Regions from separate parts of the Pan paniscus genome. Here region 2 is linked to region 1. Evidence: chromatin contacts called from public Hi-C data. All regions are on one chromosome and are shown on one strand. The core of a region is the stretch at or near the end of the contact, and the rest is flanking DNA. Distances in the headings are between cores, read along the strand shown. Region 1 holds the start of LUZP1 (leucine zipper protein 1). Region 2 holds the start of LACTBL1 (lactamase beta like 1).

Evidence for each region. A called contact is a pair of places that touch in the nucleus more often than the background predicts.
Region 2: a Hi-C map of fibroblasts shows a contact between it and region 1, with 6 times the contacts expected there. The contact joins the promoter of LACTBL1 here to the promoter of LUZP1 in region 1. A contact is called at or near these places in 2 of 3 Hi-C or Micro-C datasets (fibroblasts and induced pluripotent stem cells).

What each region holds. Positions count from the first base shown.
Region 1 is chr1:203,767,062-203,769,761 of NHGRI_mPanPan1-v2.0_pri, forward strand. It overlaps LUZP1 (leucine zipper protein 1), which reads left to right and starts at 1,339. Exons shown (of 5, transcript XM_055096690.2): 1 at 1,339-1,597.
Region 2 is chr1:203,972,585-203,975,284 of NHGRI_mPanPan1-v2.0_pri, forward strand. It overlaps LACTBL1 (lactamase beta like 1), which reads left to right and starts at 1,274. Exons shown (of 8, transcript XM_008966573.5): 1 at 1,274-1,368; 2 at 1,709-1,835. The coding sequence starts at 1,824.

The sequences.
Region 1 (2,700 bases), core at 89-2,588:
AAATCGCAATGCCTAAATACAATAGAAATTAGTTCAATGTGTGCCCCCCTCAGTCAAGTGATGAGTGAGACCCAGGTTGACTAAGGCTCTGCCCCGTTCAACGTGTAGCTTCCAAGGGCCCCCTGGTGTTGACATCTGATTGGCAGATGAGAGAAAAGAGCTTTGAGCAAGCATACATCCTTCTTCACCACTTTGGCCAGGACATAGCATTCATGTTCTCTGCCCATATCCCACTGGTGAACACGAGTTATGTACCTAATTAGCAAGGAGTGCTGGAAAATGTAGTCTGGCTGCTTTTCTCAGAAACAACTCTACATGTGGAAGGGGAACAGCTTTGATGAACAGCTGACCTTGTCCCAGTTTACGAGGAACTTAAAATTATTGAATCGTCTACCCTTATAGAATGGCTAAGAATACCATGCAATATGTAATGTGGCCACAGGGAGGAAAATGGCCTGGCCTTGTTTACAAGAAACCACGGACAAAAAAAGGAGCATTTAAGGCTGGGCACGGTAGCTCGCGCCTGTAATCCCAGCACTTTTGGAGGCCGAGGTGGGTGGATCACCTGAGGTCAGGAGTTTGAGACCAGCCTGATCAACCAATGAAACCCTGTCTCTACTAAAAATACAAAATTAGTCAGGTGTAGTGGCACACGCCTGTAATCCCAGTTACTTGGGAGGCTGAGGCAGGAGAATCACTTGAACCCGGGAGGCGGAGTTTACAATGAGCCAAGATCATGCCATTGCACTCCAGCCAGGGCTATAAGGCGAAACTCCGTCTCAAAAAAAAAAAAAAGGAGCATTTACATTTAAACCAAATGTATTTGTCCAACAAGGGAATGGGATGGGGGTGTGGAGGGGGGAGAGTTTATCATGATAGTGAGTATTCAGGCAGAGGCTAAGTTTTCACTTGGCTGAAGGCTCTAGAAAGGGTCACATGGACAGATGCCTCCTATCAGTCCTTCTAAGTGTGAACTTCCACGTAAGGTTCCCTTAGTCACCTCTGAGCACTTACTTTGTGTCAAGTTCTCGGTAAGGCTCTGAGGACCCAGAAACAAATGAGACAAGGTCATGGTTACTCAACTGAAATGCTGAAGCAGGATAGAGAAAGGCTGAGCTCTGGAAACAGGAGGCTGGAGTTTAATTCCTAGCTCTGTTATTTCGTAGCTGTGCATCACTGGAGATGCCACTTGGCCTCTGGTTCTGTTTCCTCATTTATGAACTAGGAACAACAGTTATCTTCATAGATTACAGGAACCCAATGACAAAATACACCTGGAGCATTTGTAGCACAGTGCCTGGTATGTAGTAAGCATGTTATTTTATTAGTAGTAATATTTTTATGATGACCTTGGATAAGTCACTTCATTTTTCAAAGCCTCAGCTTTCTCATCCATAGGATGGAGTTAACACTGACATCACGGGGTTGGAATCTTGCTGTGTCGTGGGGTCGGGAGCTGCCATTTCGTCTCTCCGCTTCCTCCTGGGATAAGTGGGTCGCATCATGCCCACTTGATCGCGGACGGAAACCAGCCCCGTTCAGCGCAAAGGAGGAACCTGAATTAACAAGGACGCGATTTGCTGGCTGCGCTCCCGGGGTAGGAGGTTTGCGCTGGGTCCCATCCCCCGGCCGGTCCTGCTCAGGAAACGCGGAGAGAAAGCCAGGAACCAGGCCTGCCAGGCCCTGCGGCCCCTCAGCGCCGTCCCTCCTCCCCGGCCCTCGGCTGCAGGAAGCCGGCTGGCGGGAACGCCCTGCCTGGTGGGTGGGAAAGGCCGAGAGCGCGCCCGGCACCGGCGGCTTCTCAGGCCCGCGGCCGGCTGGCGGCGCGGAGCTGTCACTGCGGCAATCGGCGAACGCGCCGGCCCCCTCCCCCGCCGCCCGCAAGCCTGGTGCAGTCGGCCCATGAGTATTTCATGAAGTGCCGCAGCCGGATTCATGGCTCACTGGCGCAGGAGGGGAGAGAGGCTGAGTCCTGTCAAGCGCCAGCGCCCCACCCGTCACGGAGCGCACGCCGCGGGGGCCGGGCTGGGGAGGGAAGGGTGTCCAGCCCTCTCTTTTGGGTGGTGAGATGCTGAGGCCTGAGGGTTTCTAGGTGAGTGTTCAAGGTCATGGCTAGTAAACGGCAGGGCCGGGATGCAACTCGGGGTCTGTTTCATCCTAAAGTTTGTGCCTCGGGTCTGTGGTTCTGCTCCAGATTTTTGGGGTGTTTGGGGGGCAGGGGTTACGTTCTTGCCGCACCTCAAGAACCGGAGTTCTGTACCCTGGGGCTACCGATGTCCTCTCAGAGGTCTGTGAACCCCTTGTAATTGTGTAACATGTTGTGTGTGTTGCATTTTTCTTCGAAGTTCCAAAGGCGTCAGTGATCCAACAAGGGTTAAGAATTATAGCCCTCTGCAGGGCATGGTGGCTCATGCCTGTAATCCCACCACTTTGGGAGGCCGAGGTGGGAGGATCGCTTGATTCCAGGAGTTCGAGACCAGCCTGGGAAACATAGTGAGAACCCCCCAATCATCCTTACAGAAAATTTAAAAATTAGCTGGACGTGGTGGCACACGCTTCTAGTCCCAGCTACTGTGGAGGCTGAGACAGGAGGATTGCTTGAGCCCAGGAGTTTGAGGCTGTGGTGAGGGGTGATTGTGTCACTGCACTGCAGCCTGGGTGACAGAGGCCAGACCCTGTCTCAAAAAACAAAAAACAAAA
Region 2 (2,700 bases), core at 24-2,523, 210 kb after region 1:
TCCATTCAGATGGTTGGGGGCCTTAGAATTTTATTTTTGGTTTACACTTATAATCCCAGCACTTTGGGAGGCAGAGATGGGAGGATCACTTGAGGCCAAGAGTTTAAGACTAGCCTGGGCAAAAAAGGGAGACCCCCATCTGTACCAAAAGCAATTAAAAAATAATAATTAGCTGGGCATAGTAGTGCATGCTTGTAGTCTCAGATACTCAGGAGGCTGAGGCAGGAGGGTCGCTTGAGCCCAGGAGTTGGAGGCTGCAGTGAGTTTTGATTGCACCACTGCACTCCAGCCTAGGTGACAGAGCACAACTTTGTCTTTTTTTTTTTTTTTTTTAGACAGAGTCTCACTCTGTCATCCAGGATGGAGCGCACTGGCATAATCTTATCTCGGCTCACTGCAGCCTTCACCTCCCAGGCTCAAACAATGCTTCAGCTTCAACCTCCAGAGTAGCTGGGACTACAGGGCAACACCACCACACTTGGCCATTTTTAAATTTTTTGTAGAGACGAGGTCTCAGCCCAGGCTGATGTCGAACACCTAGGTTCAAGCCATCCTCCTGCCTTGGCCTCCCAAAGTGCTGGGATTACAGGCATAAGCCACCATGCTCAGCTGTTCTTGTCTTTAAAAAAAAAAAAGCCAAGTCCATGACAAGAAGCCAAAATTTATGGAGCACTTACTAGGTGCCGGGTTCTGGGCTGCCTGCTTCAAGGGCGCATTCCATTTAACCTGCACGCTAACCAAGCTAGTATTATTGTCCCCATTTTATAGATGTGAGGCAAAGAGGTTATGATCCCTGGTCACACAGGCTCACACTGGCAGTGACAGACTAAGATTTGGACCCAGGTTACCTGAATATTTCACAACAAGGCTGACCCCAGTGGTCCTTAGACTGGGTTCCTTCGTGCTCCAGTTTCCTCAGAGGTGCCTGAGGAGCTTGTGTGGGGTCAGACCAAGCCTGGAAATCTCTCTCCTTTCCCTTCCCAGCTGGAAATGACCCTGGTGGCCTCCTGACATCCCTTTTCCACACTGGGTTTGGCAGACACTCCTTTTGGAGAGAGTGTTCCTTTCTTCACCAGCCTGGAGCACTCGGGTCACATGATGTTACCCAATGCTCCCTGACAGATCTCCCCCGCTTCCCCGCTGCTTGGGGACCCCAGAAGCTAATCCCCATGGCAGCAGGCACTCTGAGGGATTAGCACTGGGGAAATTAGGTGCCACATCTGCCGGCCCCTGGAGAGCTTGGTAAAGCCTGTGCCTCAGAGCCCAGGAAGCCATTCCTGTCCTCTGGAACACAGGGGACTCCCAGAGGCACTGTCAGCCAAACTGGGGCCCTAACTGCCCTGTTCTTGCTGGAACCTTCTGGAGAGGGTAAGTTGTGGCCAAGAGCCTGAGGGCCTGACCAGATTGTTCTCCGCAGGCTGGGGGTGGGGAAGAGGAGCTGGAATTCAATGCGGGGCACACAGGGTAACCAATGGTCCCGTTTGCCTGGGACTGAGGGGTTTCTGGGAATGCAGGACTTTCGGTGCTAAAATCAAGACAGTCCTGGACAAACTGGGATGCTGGGTCACCTGGCAGGGGTTTCTGAGCTTGCTGTTTCTCTCACCTGGGAGGGGGAGCCATGGGAAGAGGAGGGCTGCTTTGATCCCCCGCATCCTCGTCTACCCTCCTTGTTTTCTAGCTTTTCTCTGTCCCCCTCCTCTTTTTCCAGCCCCTCAGGACCTCTTTTTGCCTTCACTCCTCTGACTCAGTTTCCTGCTTACGGGATCTCCTGTGGTGTAGACCTGAATCCTCAAAGAGCCAGAATCTTCCATGACTTGGAGAGAATGAAGACCCAGGTGAGGCACAGCCTCAAGAAGCTGTCACCATGTGTCAGCTTCTGACACATGTCTGACCATGCCACCGTCCTTCTGGCTTCAAATATTGGGCTAAATCCCCCCCACGTTACCATCATCATCATCATCATCATCATCATCATCTCTAGAGCTTGCACCTGCAGGCCAGGAACAGTTTCAAATGTTTTACATAAACTCACTGAATTATCAAAACAAACCAGAAACTAACTCCTCTTCCTTTTTACATCCCCAGAGGCCTCTGCCTGGAGTGACCCAAGCTCATTCCTAACTACCTGTTCAATGACTCTCTCCTGCTCCTCCCTCCCCCTAGGCTGAGCTCATCTGTATCTGTGAGCCCTGAAGCCCTTTATTACACCTCTAGCTACCAACTGGTGAACAGCTCTCTATGGGCTTTGCATGCACTATCTTATTTATTCTCAACTAAACCCTATAAGATGTAGGAACAATTGTTATCTGCATTATGCAGATGAGAAATCTGAGACTCAAAAGGGTGAGGTCATTTGTCCAGAACTAGTAACGGCAGAGCCAGAGTCAAGTCCTACTTCCCTGGCCCCAGGCCCTTGTGTCTGATTATGCCACTGTCCTTCTGGCTCCTTGGGGGCAGATGTGGCCCAGCGCACAGCAAGCCCTCGGGGATTGTTTTCTGAATGAATAACTGGACAAAGAGTAGTTGTCCCAGAGTGGGCCGTGAGCATGAGGAAGGAGGTGAGGGTGATTGGGGCACAGAACACCTGAGAAGGAGCAGGGGTTAGGGGGTGGTGGAGCCGTGTTATAGGTGGGGTTTGGGAGAGCCTGGTTCTTCCTGGGCCCTCCCCTACTGCCAGCAATTTCCAGCTGGGAAGGGAAA